Linked DNA regions of Hordeum vulgare: region 2 is linked to region 1. A link is a contact called in public Hi-C data. All regions are on one chromosome and are shown on one strand. The core of a region is the stretch at or near the end of the contact, and the rest is flanking DNA. Distances in the headings are between cores, read along the strand shown.

Evidence for each region. A called contact is a pair of places that touch in the nucleus more often than the background predicts.
Region 2: a contact with region 1 is called in a Hi-C map of leaf, with 5 times the contacts expected there. The contact joins the promoter of LOC123429853 here to the promoter of LOC123429852 in region 1. A contact is called at or near these places in 2 of 6 Hi-C or Micro-C datasets (leaf and seedling) and 1 of 1 datasets of contacts at active chromatin or transcription factors (embryo).

The regions. Positions count from the first base shown.
Region 1 is chr2H:164,834,296-164,842,049 of MorexV3_pseudomolecules_assembly, reverse strand. LOC123429852 reads right to left here and starts at 3,632. Exons shown (of 1, transcript XM_045113827.1): 1 at 2,652-3,632. The coding sequence starts at 3,357. The coding sequence ends at 3,133.
Region 2 is chr2H:165,176,743-165,184,496 of MorexV3_pseudomolecules_assembly, reverse strand. It overlaps LOC123429853 (anthocyanidin 3-O-glucosyltransferase 2-like), which reads right to left and starts at 4,693. Exons shown (of 1, transcript XM_045113828.1): 1 at 2,951-4,693. The coding sequence starts at 4,554. The coding sequence ends at 3,103.

The sequences.
Region 1 (7,754 bases), core at 2,383-4,882:
ACTCCAGTTCCATATTCTTGTCCTCAATTATTTTCAATTTTTCCTTCAAGTATTTGTTTTCTTTTCCAACCAAATTTAACTTCTCGAGAAGAATTTCTATGTGGGTTGGAATTTCCGGTTCACATACCTCCTAGATTAAAACATATATGTCACGTTGGTCGTCATAATTGTCATAAACAATAAATAAAACAAATAGTTATAAAAGGTAATATATACCACATCCGAATCATAGACAGGATGAGGGCCGACGAAGGTGGATACCAAAACCATCGTACTATATAATAACAAAAAATAATAAAAGTAAGTAATTTATACAAGTATGTATCTGAATCATACAAGTAAGATTTTTTCTTTTAAAAAGAAGACAAGAACAAGAGGCTCACCACGGTGGTGCTCGCGACGAGATCGGCGCAGGGTGATAGACAACGGTGAGGACGGGCACAGGACGGCACCCTACATATGTGCAGACTCTAAGAAGTTAATTTAAGCATTTCAAATGAGCTAAACTAGAAGTGACACATGAAAGAATGAAGTAGCTAATCTTTTAAAACACTTGTGGAGTTGGTGCACGGCCAAACGTAGACAAATATTGAGAAAAATGGAGTTTGGAGGTCGAGTTTGGAGAGGAGAAAGCTTAACTAGTGTGGCTCGGGCATTTCATCGAACACGTCAAGTGCATAAACTAGAGTGACAAGGGTGGCATATGGCAGGGGCACACTTCAGCCAAAAAACAGAGGAGACTGTGGGCAGGGGCGACGGTATATATAGGCAGAACTTTAGTCCCGGTTTTTGTCTAAAACCGGGACTAATAGCCTACCCTTTAGTCCCGGTTTATGCCACAAACTAGGACTAATGATCTGCGGCACGCCACGTGGCAGTCGGTGGATCTTTAGTCCCGGCTTTTTTCCTGAACCAGGACTAATGAGGTGAACCGAACCTGGACCAATGCCTGGCATTGGTTCCGGTTTTGATTTGAACCGGGACTAATGGTCTTTCGGCCCTCGGCCGAAAGACCCTTTTTCTACTAGTGCTTGATGTACTTTGCCAATGATTAGAATGAAGTTGGCACCTCTTGGTGACTTTTCTTGTTACAAAAAAGGCATCTGGGCTCTGGCGACAGTTGTAAATTATTGTACTTTCTTTAGAGCATCGCTAGGAGACCCCGTATAATCGTCGAAACTGTAAAATTCCGGCGACTATACGGGTTTGGGTTGTTTTTTGTGCCATATCAGGTACTATAAACGCGGCCCGACCCGTAAAATTTTGGCGGTGGCCTGTAAACGTGACCGCTCGACCGCTATATATGTGGGTTCGGCCGCTGGATGCGGGTCGAAACTCTATCCCTCTGCCGTCGCGAAAGTCCCCCACCTTATTGTCGGCGCCTCAGATCCGCCGCCACGCGCCTCCATTCCGCCGCGTAGCCACTCCATTCCATCGCCCTTGATGGCCAACTCCGACGGCCGTAGGAACGACGACCCCGAGAGGGCTCGTCGCGTCAGATCCGACGCCGCCCGGAAGCGCGCCGCCCGCCGGTACATGCAATGGGGCATGACGCCGCCGTTGTCACTCCTCCATCGCGAGATAGAGGAGTACAACCGCGCGCGCGGCCGCCTCTTCTCCGACAGCTCCTCCGAGGCATTGAGCTCGCGCTCCCCCTCCCTCCGGTGAAGATGGAGCCGAAGGCCGAGGCGGTGCCGGAGTGACGTGTCGAGGGCATCATCGGACCGGAGGATCCCCCCCCCCTCCCCCCTCCCAGTGGAGGCGGGTAGCCTTTTGCCCGCGCTGCTCCCACGGAGTGCGCGGGAGGCGGAAGAGGACCAGCAGCGCCGCCAGAAGGAAGAGAGAGATTGACACCGTGCTCTACGAGCAGGGTCTCGCGTCGGCCCTCGCCTTCTGCCACAAGGTGGAGGAGTGGTGCCGCGAAGCGACTGCGCAGGAGCGCATCTACGTCAAGCTCTCCTTCGACGAGGACGAATAGTGAGCGCACTCCGCATCTACTACCACACGAGCTCGACTCCGATGAGCTCAATTTTGCATAGTGTGGTAGGATAGCTAGTAGCTCCGGTAGGTTAGCTTACCTTTACCCCCTTCTAGTAAGTGATGCACTCTGAATGTATTTTGTACGATCGTCTACTATGTAATGAATGTGGTTTTAATTTCGTCCGTGATTTTTTTTAAATTATACAGTTTGATTATGTGGGGTCTGTTTTGCAGCGCAACATTCCATCCCGTAAAACTTCATTTTGTCTAACTGTAAAATGCTTTTGTGGAGGTGTGCGAGAGATGCTCTTAACAGAGACCCGCTAGCTGGCGCAGACATTGTACATCGTGGGCCACCGAAATTTACACGAGCGCAGCAGTTTGGTATGGGCTGTCCACATCCATGTGCCATATGTCCTCGTATGCCATGATGCACATGCAGTTAATGCCCATCTGCTGGTGGTCGGCCTGGCATGAGGTTTCAATTTGCCAAATGCTGTTGCTTTCCCCTCCAGCAGGCAAATTTTTTGACAGAATAATTTATCTTTCGCAGGAATTGACGGAACAAATTTGACGACAACGCAACACGAATATACCCCGTCCTTGTTTATTTGGAAAAAATATCTCATAGCAGTAGTAGATAGTAGGGCCTTGTCAGATGAAAGGTGTGATTTTCCCAACAAGAAGAAAAGATGAATATTGTGAGGAATCACACGGTTAATGCCGTGGAGAGGAGAGGGGAAATGTATGAACAGCCATGCTATTACAAGAGGAACTAATTAGTGATGGATAACAAATAGAGATCCTAATGCTTCCCTCTTCTCTCTTGCATGAGATCGTGCTAACAATTCCTATTGTTCCTGACGGAGATACTAATCGAGAAGAGAGGGCAATGCAACCTTATCTCGGAGTACTAATCAAGACTTGCCACCTTGCATAATACTATATGTACATAAGACCACAAGAATCCAGTGCAACAATCTCCAAGGCCAAGCTAGCTAGAGAGCACGGCTAAAAACACAAATTAATAAGCAGATGGAGCAAACAAAACTAGCTGGCACATACATGCATGCTCCACCGCCGTCGGCAAACGGGACGCGGGTGGAGACGGCCGTCGCGCGCGCAGATCAATCAGCGTCAACGACCGCGGGTCTAGTAGAGCCGGTAGTGGCGGTAGGACTTGAGCATGGCGCCGCAGAAGGTGCAGATGATGGCGCGCCAGGTGACGCGGTGCACGGTGAGGAGGTAGCAGAGCCGGGTGGCCGTCTCCATGTCCGCCACGCTGGCGCAGCCGCCGCACCGCGAGCAGATGCCCGCCGCCGGCTTGCTGCTCCGCACCTTCCGCCGCTGGTCCACCAGGAAGCAGAAGAACACCATGCCGCCGCTCCTCCTTCCGCGCCAAGCTCTCCAGAAATATCGCTGAAACTCTCGCCGGAGGTATTTGATAATGGTGCCTGGTGGTGGTGGACAGTGCAATACAGCTAGCTAGGCCGCGCGCCGCCTGTGCGATCTGCCACTGCGTCAGCGCGCGCGGGGGGTATATATATAGTCGCGGGCCGCGGGCGAGGATGCGTGGTGGTGGTTGTGATTTTGGTCAGCAATGGCGGGGAGCCAGTAAGCAGGCAATGTGCGGGCGGTGTGATGGATGGAGGGGAGGTAGGAGGAGGGATTTAAGGCGGGGCGAGGACGGCATTGATGGCTCTCACGGTGGTGGGGAAGGTGGCGGTTAGGGGTGGCCATAATGTCGTCCCTGCCAAGCGTATGCTTCTTGACTAAGTCTATTCTCTATTGTATGCGACGGAGTACGTACTGGTTTGGTTTAACCTCGCCGCGGCAACGCCAGAACGTGGTGTGGTCCGTCAGCCAAACCACTTTCACTCGAGAGTATAGTGAGCAGTAGTGTCGCGTTCGTCCGTCGCATCTGAGAGGAAACCTTTCACCATTGTGTGGTTACGCAGATGCATCCATGATATCCATCCATCGACGGTTAGCGCTGCTTGCACGTTGACATGGAACGGCGCGATGGGGTTTTGATCCTAGACTAGAATCTGCCCAGAAAGATCGAGCCCAGCTGGAACGTTACCTGCATGGTTTTTGGTACTTCACATATTTGTTTCAGTTGAGTCTGATTAAGCATATACAGATAAAAAATCAATATCTTCATATTGATTGGTTCCTTGAATTCACTCTAGACTGCATGTGCCGAAAAGGAAGGCATGTATTTGGTTGTGGTTTGGTTTGAGACGAAACACAGGTCCGATTATTTGGTTACATCCAGAACCATAGTGTGGTAACCTCCTCCTCTATATGATGAGGTTACCAGATGCATAAAAATAAAGCAATCGGAACAAACTTAAGCACACATTAAAGTTTAACCACGCACAAAAGTTGAACATAGTACAATAAATTTTAAGCGATATCGTAGTACATAATAGTCTTAAACGAACAACTCGCAACACGGAACTAAAACGAGAGGTCATTTACGCGGTCACGGCAAAGGCCTCGCTGTGCTTCTTGCACTTGATGACCACCTCCACGTCGTCGTCGTTAAAGACAAACACCTTCATGGTGTTCGGGTGAGCAACTTGAAAGTCAGCATGTACCCGATTCTGACCTGGTGAACGGCAACGAAGCCGGTGTTCGTCTTCAGACTGAACTCTGTAGGCACGACGGAGAAGTGGTTCATGAAGTCCAGAGGCAAAGATAGAGCCTATAGCTTTCGAGGAAAGATCACCTTGCAGAAGCGGGTTGGTCCTGCCTCCTCATGGTAGTGCACGTAGTTCCTTCGCTTGGCGTTAGGGGATCCTGCACCAGGGCGTCCACCAATGGCGTCACCACCTCCTTGCCCTTCTTCAATGGTGGCACCACCTCCTTGCCCTTGCCCATCTGCATTATCGACAACACGCAATTCAAAGGTCAACATTCATTCCTACCGGCCTAACTCTCATATATTTACCCACACTTCTTAGAGCATCTCTAACAGACCCCGTATAATATCGAGCCACAAAATGCGTTTACACCTCACTGCTGAGCAGATTTGTGGGCGAATTCGTGCGCTGCACATCAGTCCCCATATATGAAACTGTAAATTTTGGAAAAAAAACATTCATGGGAGAAACTTGCAAGCAAAGACATTCATCATACATAGTTGATCATCATAGACAACATAGATATATAGTTCCTCATCCAACTACATCACACTACTACGTAGGAGGGGGGATCTGCGGGCCGTGCAGCGTACCCGAGCCTAGGCTACCAAAAGCGATGGGTATGGTAGCGATGACGCGACGAAGGAGCTAGAGGATCTCAATCCTCGTCGGAGTCGAGGTCGATCCAGACCTTGGCCTGCTCGGCCTTCATGACGCGCGGGTCGGCCTCCATGGACGCGTGCGCCTGCGACGCCGCGAAGCCCTGCTCGAGGGAGATCTCCTCAATCCTCGAGCTCGTGGCGGATGCGCGTCTCGGTCTCCTACGCCTCCCTCACCCAGCACTCCATGATGGCGCGCACAAGGTGGTCCTCCTGCCCCGGGAGGAGGTAGTCTTCGGGGCCGATGACGCCTCGATGCGGCGGGTCAGCATTGGCCTCGATCTTGACGGCGAGCGGCCTCAGCTTCTCCGGCTCTCTCTTGACCGGAGTGATCCGCCACGAGCTCGAGCGACTGCGGACGACCTCAAAGCAGTAGAGGAGCCAGAGGAGGCGCGGCGTTGGACCGCGAGCTCGCGCTCGTACTCGTCGAGCTCGCGGCATTTGAAAGCCGAGGGCAGCTGGCTACCGTAGTTGAGCCACCTCCATGCCCCCCGCTTGCATGCAGCGTCGGAGATGCGGCGGCGGCGGTGCTCCGCGTCATCGCCACCATTTCCGTGGCCGTCCATGGGGCCGGTACGGGGCGCTAGGGTTTTTTTAGGCTCGGCGACGGCGACAAATTCGAACGAAGTGGGAGAGGAATCACGGCGGAGCGGCGGCGGAGGCGGATAGGATTTGACCCGTATCCAAGCGGTGAAACCGCATAAATAGCGGTGGAAGGGGTCTTTCTGCGGGCCACGGTAAAACAATTATGGGCCGAATCCGCGATATATTGTGTATTCTGGCAAGAAAAAGGGTCGAACCCGTATACTCGTCGGAATTATACAGGTTCGGCCCTTTTACGGGATCTGCTAGAGACGCTCTTACCCAACACCGCAATCGAATCCTCTCTCATTTTCACCTCCTCTCTCATTTTCACCCCCTCTCTTCTTCAACCTTTTTGTTTCACCACCTCTCCCTCACCATGAACTCTAACCCCAACCCTTTCCCATAGGGCATGTGATGAAGGGCATTCTTCATCGGGTGCTTGCTCAATGACTGCAGGAAGTTTAAGGAAACAATGGAAGTGTGCTCGAACTTCACGAGCATGGTTGAAGTGCACAAGGAGGCCGACACTATGATGAAGAAGGCGACAACGAAGGAGTTGAAGACGTTGATTCCTGACCCAGCGAAATGCGCTTTGTGTGTCGACGTCCTTCGTTGGGCCATGAATCAGGCGACGCTCGTCACGGGGCCAACTAAGCCAAGTATAGGAAGTACAAGCGTCCCAATGACGACCATGTTGCGGTGTACTAGACGACATGAACTGTGGTGGATCCGGCGGAGGAAGACGATGAGGTGCGGATGGTGGCCACGACGCCGGCGGCAAGCGACCGTGCAAAACCCATCGTTCCTGACCATGACGATGAGGAAGAAGACAGTGTGAAAAAGACGAAGAGAAAGAAGACGGTCACAAAGAATAAAATAAGCCTACGCCCCATCGCCGCTCAATGCGACTCCAGGGTCGCCGCGGCTAGACAAGTAGGTTGTTCCCCAATCTCTATCCCCGATGTAATGGACCGATTAGGCATGAACTCAAGATGTGATCAATCCCCCACCCTCGATATGTTCAATCCCCTCCCTCACTCTCCTATCGTGTGCTCCAATTAAATCTAGCCTGAGTCAACGGAGTTACTTTAGAGAGGTCAAAGAACGTACCGCCATTGCTGATGCGCTCCGGTGAAGGTCTGAAGTCGTTGTGGTGGTCGCCGTCGTCGTAGATCCTGGTGGTGTAGCTCTGGCAGTCGCCGTCGCCGGTGTGAGTAGAGAAGAGGGGAGAGAGCGATGAGGAAGGGAACTGAGGGTAATTATGACGGCGCTTCGGAAAACACCACGACTTGTCGAGACTGCATCCACACGTGCAACTGCCCACATCCATGTGCCTAGGGTTGCACCGCTCGGGCCTGGTTCCACAAAAAGGATCGATTTGAGCGTTCCCGTGGATGCATGCCTAAAGATGCTTTTTTGGAGGAGGTTAAGACCCCCGGCCTGTACATCAATCAATGTGTACGTTCATGTTTATTAATTATTCAACAAAGATCTCGCAAGAACATACATCAAACCATGTGAAGCCACCACTCACACCTCCAAAACATGATAATGTGGAGTGCTCTCACTCCCAATATCTAAAACCGGTGTCGTTGCCGATCCATTCACAAAACGTATCGGAACCTACAGTTGATGCATCAACCTAAAGCGTATATCACATGCACACATTTTAGAAGCCGCCATCATCATCGAACCGCTGACCCATCTTGAGGAAAGAGATCTGCATCCTCCGTGCCAGTCTGGCCATCCGTCGACGCCGCCATGACGCCCAACGACACCACCTCCCTACGCACAAACTACTGAGCACGTCGCGATCGCCGGCAATACACCACAGCACCATGCCGCCGAGTACCATCAGTCGACACAGCTTGAAACCTTTGGA
Region 2 (7,754 bases), core at 3,444-5,943, 340 kb before region 1:
GAACCCTTATGGTGTGTTTGGATGTTGAGATTGAGGGGTGGAATTGGGTATTGGTATTTGCCACTCTGGAATGCTAGAGTTTGGGTGGTCCAAATATTGGACCGTGGCATTGGATCGTGATATTGGACGCAGCCTGGGAACACTTCGCGTGCTCTTCCCCAATTCCTTGCTCGGGCGCTTGGTTTTGGGATGATTTTGCTCGAGAGCCCGAGCGCTCCACCCATATCCCTCCAAAAACGAAAAGTGACGACAGCGAGGGGAGAAGCGGTGGCACAACGGCGACAAAGTGGCGGCGCAGGTGAGCCCCGGCCGCACCCCTCCTGCCCCTCCATTCCTTCTCCGTTCCTGCAGCACCGTCCTCATCCCTCCTCCCCCTCCGCTCCGACCAGCACCGCCCCCTCCTCACCCTCCGTTCCTCCTCCGTTTCGGCCAGCATCGGCCTCACCCCGTCCCCCCCTCCGTTCCGGCCAGCCCCGGCCTCACCCCCTCCATTTCGGCCAACACCGCCCCCTCCTCTCCCTTCGTTCCTTCTCTATTCCGGCCAGCACCGGCCTCACCCCTCCTCCCCCTCAACACCGACATCCCCCTCTCCACATCTTCCCCGCAGCCTCCTCGGCACCCGCCCCACCCCCCATGCGGCTCGACCCCATCTCCATCCGCATCTTTGTCCATCCGTCTCATCGAATGCATCTCCCACCCCCATCCCTACCTTCCCCACAGCTGATTTGGCCCCTCTGCCTAACAAATTTTCTCTTTTAAATTTGCAGGTTCTTTAGCTGGGAGTGGCACGTCCTAGAGGTAGATCTAAGCTTTGTTCATCCATTAATAGTTTGTGCTATGCTCTCATGTCATATGCGATGTTTGTTATGTAAATTTGCTTGTGTGATTGAAAGAAATAGGCATGTCTAATTTCTGAAATGTAATGTAGGTGCACCATGTCTAACTTGGACTTGGTTGCTTACATAAACGAGGAGAATAAAAGAATAAAGAGGTAACTATTGTTTTGACTAAACTGTACGTTGAATCATTTCTTTTTGGGATATCATATCTTAGTATGAAGAGGACACCAAGGGATTTAGGGAGCTTTACTGATGACGAGGAAAGGATAATGCATCGAAAGTATTTTCTCAAAGGATTGTATGATGGGGAGGAAGTAACATGCTATGATCAGCTCCATTTAACAAAAATAAACTTTCATGACTTATGTGCAATGTTGCGTGAGAGGGCTCGTCTTTGTGATAGCGTGTTTGTTTCCGTGGAAGAAAATGTGGCAATGTTCTTGTTGGTAGTTGGTCACGACATCAAAATGAGGATCTTGCGTCGCACATACAAGCGCTCCTTATGGATCATTAGTACACACTTCGATGATGTGTTAACATCGATTATATCTATAGCCGGGGAGTTCATTAAGCTTCCGGATCCTTCTACTCAACCCTGGACGATTACAAATGGAAATGGTTTGGCATTACACTTGGAGCACTAGATGGGTGTCATGTTGATGTCTTGTGTGCCTATGTGTGACCAAGGGAGATATAGGAACCGGAAACAAGCTATCAACACTAATATGCTAGGTGTGGTTGAACAAGGTCATGTTGATGTTTGTGTGTGTGTGGAGGCTAACAACAAAATAGCATTTTACAAAAACAAGTCATTAAGAACTAGGATGCTATCATCACCATATACTCAAAGGATCGTGCAAATGGTGAAGGTGATGTCACACGTGCTGGAACTGTTGTAGAATTAATTGCGGGACCAACTTAAGAGAGTCTGAAAGTGCCAAAAAAACAACGAACTAGTGATGCTATCCTGTGCTTACTTGGGGATATGAAAGACTCATTTCATGATGCTACGAAGTCACTTGAGCCTTTACCTATGTCTCGGGTTACACCTCCCGTTGAAATCCTTGCTACACTTGAAATGATCACTCAAGTGGCTCGTGCTGCCATATTGCGATCTTATGGTAAGTTGATCCTTAGCGAACGCTTGTACCAAGCGCTTTTTGAGCTTCCCATGGACTTCAGGAAGGAATGGATGTTGATATTGAATTAGAAGAATGTCTCCCGATGGATAATATGTATGCATGTTTGTATTGTTGATGCACAAGACTTGTTTATGGATTGTGTGAGACTTGTCATAATATGTAATGTTGTTGTCAACCTTATCATAACATTTTGTTGTCAAGTTCATCATTATATGCTATTGTTGCATATTGAAATGATCCTATTTTACATGGTTTTTCAACAATTGATATTATTGTTAAATTCATCATAATGTGCTCCTGTTACATACAGTTTTGACCTTAGTTTTCTAATGTTTTTTGAACAGTTCATGTAGTTGGCAAGTTCATTATAATATGATGATGTTACGTACAAGTTGTCAAGTTCATTATAATTAATTATTATTGTATTATAATATATCATGTCTCATATATATGATATGATGATCATATTTTATTTTCAACGTGTACAAGAAATTGTATTGTTCATACATCTCACAATGCTCAATTCTACACTTTGTGCATCTAAACAAGATTTGACATTGCTCCTTTCCTTGGATTCCAAGTACTCAATACATGAACATCCAAACAACAAGTGTGGCATTGAAGCTGAATACCAATATCTTGAAACATTGGGCATTGGAGTTTTGAATATCTACATCCAAACACATTGTCATGGTTTTAAAGAAGAAAGCGCTTGCGCTAGGAAAATATAATTTGGTTTTTGGTTGTATATGCATCGTACATACGAAATTACCTTTAATAATTAAATAAAAAACTAAAATAGTTCAAAAGTATTTTTAGATTAAACTTGGTTTTGTTTTGCCCTACTATATAAATTCTCACGAAAAATAACCAATGTTGACTTTAGGGAAAAGATAAATTCACATCAGAAATTTATCTTTTTAAAAAGAAGTCAAAGGGTAGTTTTTTTTTTTGAACTTTTGTCACAAGTACAATGAAATGCCAAGTTTATTTAAAAATAGTTTCAGAGTTTATCAAGTACTCCCTCCTTTTTAAAATAAATATCACTGTTTTAGTATAAAATTTGTACTAACTTAATACTGCTCCAAAACTAGCGGGAATTTCCTTTCAATAAAAAAAAACTAGCGGGTCTCGTTTCCCGCCGTCGGCAAAACCAAGATCTCGCGCACGAGCCTCTGCAGCGCGGCGCAGGACGAGCCGCCCTCGCCGACGGCCTTCCTGCACGCGGTGCTCGTCTCCGCTGCCGTCTTCCTCGCCTTCTTCCCCTCATCCGACGCGCCGCCCATCAGGATCCGCACCGCTCGCTCCAGCTTGCCCGCCTCCACGAAGAATCCCTTCCTCCGGTCCATCTCCAGCTCGACCGCCGCGCCCACGCCGGCCACGAGCTCGAACGCATTCAGGTGCTGCTCCCCGTACAGCGGCCACGGAATCATCGGCACGCCGAACCACAGGCTCTCCAGGATGGAGTTCCACCCGCAGTGCGTAACGAAGCCGCCCACGGCGGCGTGGGACAGGATCTCCCTCTGCGGCGCCCATGCCGGCCACACCAGCCCCCTCCCCGCGGTCGCCTTCAGGAACCCCTCCGGGAGCAGCTCGGCCAGGTCCGCGTCCGTCGGGAGCCGCGTGCCGGCGACGGGCCGGCCTCGTAGCACCCACAGGAAGCGGTGGCCGCTGCGCTCCAGGCCGGCGGCTACCTCCCTCACCTGTGCGGCGTCGAGGGACCCCATGCTCCCGAAGCAGAGGAAAACCACCGAAGCCGGCGGCTGCGCGTCGAGCCACCTGACGCACTCGTGCGGCTGCTCGTCGTCCGTCGAGCCGAACCAGATCACCGGGCCGATCGCGTGGAGCGCCGGAGCACGGAGTCCGGGAACGCAGCGGCCGTCCGCGATTGCCGCGAGAATCGAGCCTTCGAGCTCGAGGGAGGTGTTCACGATGACGCCCCTGGCTTCCATGAAGCGGCGTCCGTGGTACTCGAACCAGTCGTAGCTCTGGATCTTTGCTTTCACGAGGCAGGCAGGCATGTAAGACGGCGGCACCGGCGGCAGCCCGGGCACGTCCACCGTGCTCTCCATCGCCTCAAACCCGGCACCCGTCAGATCCTCGCGTAGCGCCGGCAGGCGCAGCATGAGCGCCAGGAACGCGGCGGGGGAGGAAAAGTACACGTACGCCGGCACGGCGAGCTCGTGGACAACGTCGAATAGGGCAGTGAAGAAGAGGTCGACGACGACCGCGGCCACCCGGGACGACGGCCCCAGGCCCGCGATGGCCGCCTTGACGTGGGGCGCGTGGAGCTGGACGTACCGGGACGCGAATTCAGCAGGGTCCACGCAGCAGGTGGGATGCTCAACGGCGGGGAGCTGGAGGAAGCGGATGTCGAGGCCGGAAACCGCCTCTCGGCACACGTGGCCCTGGACCTCCGACGCCATTGCTTCCGACGGCGCGTGAATGACGAGCACGGTCAGCGTGAAGGCGCCCCGGCCGGTGGCGAGAAGCCTCTTGCCGGCTTCGAGCGCGGATATGAAGTGGCCGGATCCCCATTTCGGCACGACGACCACGGTTGGGCGGCACGCCATTGATGGACCTGAGTGGACACAATGGCACCTGAAATTCTGGTCAAAAGTGGCGAGCTCTGGCTAGGACCTGAGTGGGCACAATAGCTCTTGAGGTGATCACGCCAGGCCCCTGTCTTAGCAACCCTCGCTTTGGTCGCATCCAAATCGCATCAGCTTTGCCACCGAAAGGTACAACCTGCCGACTATACGTCGTCTTCTTCGAAAAATAACAAATATGCCGCGCCATATGTAGTACAGCAATATCCATGGAATATTTACCTTTTTTCCCAATACTAGGATTCTCCATTTTCGGTGTCATCGTATTAATACTGTGAATAGGCAGGACCCAAGAGCATCTACATCGAGAACAAATTCGACCTTTCAAACGTATCCGATGCGTTCGTGTACACCGACCGGTCAAACCTCTATAATCGGATATCTTAAATTAGAAAACCTTAAATCCATACTATTACATTACAACATAAACCTAATAGTAAGCGGAGCTCGTCCGGCTCCGATGTGTCCATGTCCGGCGGTTGGTTGCGTCCCTTGTAGCGTCCGTCCAATCGCCAACGGGGTAGAGTAGGACATGGGACACTAGTCAGATCATGTGAGTCGAGTTTTCGCCATCTCTCATGCCCTACTCTTCCTCGTCGAGCCGTAATTCGTACGGTGCGTGTGAACATGGGAGGAGCCGACGTGCACCACGACGCGGTTGCGGCACCCGCACTGATTCATCATACGAGGCGTCGAAAATGCGACACTCCCTCTTCAACGTCCACCGCCACGAAGGCCTCTGCCGCATTCCATGCCCGTTGCCTTGCACGACAGGTATGTCGTGTCATGTTTGCGTCCCGAGACGCCCATTGTGCGTCCTCGGCGAGCCAATGCAGGGATTGCACGTCCGCCACGACGTTTGGACGCCACACGAACCGCATCGCCTCTGATGAGGCAGCGACGCCGGATCCATGCACCGGTTGTGCGGACGCAATGTATTTCCGGCGTTGCGAGTCCGAGCGTTGCCATCGGGCGACCGCCTTCCGGGAGCGGCGGAGCGCAAGCCGGACTGCCAACTCCTCCTCGGGGCTACGTATGATGAGCTCATGATCGACAGATCTGGAGATGAAGGACTAGGATCCGCTACCCGTCATGCCGGAGACGGCCGGAGATCACCGGAGGTGAGCTTGGATGGCGGAGGGAGTGAAGTGAAGTGGTTAGGGTTTTGTCCAACAAACGGACGGGGAAGAATATATGTGGGGTCGTTGCGGGCTAGCGCGGGCCAGGCTCATGTGGCAGGCTTCCGTCTCATATTTGGGCTGTGTCGGTCACCTCGGGCATTTGAGCCTAGTTTAAACTGTTTTGTTGGATCAAAATTTTGTGATCGGTCGGTAACCGGATGGTCCGTCCGGACGTATCAGGTATGTTTGGGACGGTGGGCTGTAGATGTTATAAGGACTCCCGATGGATAATTCAAAGATCGTGGACGGACAAGAACCGCTTTAAAATAGTTTCTTTTCGATAATGTTAAAAAACTAAAGTTAGATTATCTATTTGAGTTTTGCTTTTGGGAATTTATAATTCCTGGTGAAAGTCCATAATTTCCATTTCCATGTGAAAACATACAAAATTGATATGATGTTGTAGAGATTTATCATGCTCTAAAACGAAAATTAACATGTAGTATAAAAAAATGGGAGAAAAATCATAGCATTGCGTAGAATAATTCTCACGCATTCAATCGGGATGTGACAATCCGAAGGCGTTCGCGGGGATTGATAAATGTACATTCATTAGTTAGTGATGTCCTTTTCTTTTCACGTAGAAGGATTTGTTAGGAAATATGTAATTTGTATTTCATCAGGGTCATTGGCCAATATATGTATCTGTGTGTGGGGGTGGGGGTGGGGTGGGGGTGGGGGGTAAATAAGAACTAAACCCCTCATACAATGAGAAAATAGGACATAACCCTAACACCCCTCAAACTAAAGGTGGATAAATACATTAGGTTCGGAGAGATAGTAGTCATGTTGCGTTCTAGATTGGGCTTAAGTAAAAAAATCCGGTAACCGTAACTCGAAAGGCATATATCAAAGAGCAATAATCTGATTATGCACACCAAGGCACATATAGAAAACATCAACGCCGATATGCTTGTTGAGCTCATTCTTCATAGGGTCGCATGCAATGCTAATAGCACATGTAATGTCACACAATATCAAACTAGGTGTTGTGACAGAAACACAAAAGTCTTAAAGTAATTAGAGCAACCAAGTCACCTTTGCTGTCAAAAGAGTCATAGCTCGCAACCCAGCCTCTGCACTCGAACGCGAAATTGCAGTCTGCTTCTTCGTCTTTCATGCAATGAGAGAACCACCAAGAAAAACACAGTAAGCAGAAAGTAAACGGCGATACAAGGGCACTAGTCCACATAGCATCCGAATATGCGTGAAGTTGTAATGAACTAGAGCGAGGAAAGAACAGGCGCTGAGTGATCGTGTCCTGAAGATATCGAAGAACACGAAGGAGGTGACTATAGTGAAACGTAGCGGGGGCGGAGACAAACTAATTCAGAATATGGAGTAGATAGGAGATATCCAGACGAGTGGCAGCTAGAGAAGACTCCCAATAAGACGATGATAATGCATTGGATCAAGCAAGGGGTCACCATCAGTATCATAGAGGTGAACATTGAGCTCCATGTTAGTCTCAACAATGCGTTCATCAGTAAGAGCAACACGAGTAAGAAGATCTTGAATATATTTTTCCCGGGAAATAGAAAAGCCATCAGAGTTAGAAGAGACCTCGATCCCAAGAAAATAGTGAAGAGGGCCAAGATGAGACATAAGAAATTGCTCATTAAGACGAACCTTCACAAATGCAACATACTCGTGGTCGTCGCTAGTGATAATCATGACATCAACGTATGGAATAAGAAGAGTACGACCACAAGCATAAAGGTGAACAAACAACATTGTATTATGAGCACTTGCTGAAAAATCAACGACTGTCGCCATAGAGGCAAAATTCTCAAACCAGACGCGAAGGGCTTGCTTAAGGACATAGAGAGAATGACGAAGACGACATACCATGTCATCAGGAATAGAATACCCAGGTGAGGGCTCCATGTGAACCTCCACACGTATCTCACCATTAAGAAAGACATTGTTAACATCAAGATGAGAGACATACCGATGGTGAAAAGAGGCCACATGAAGGAGTGT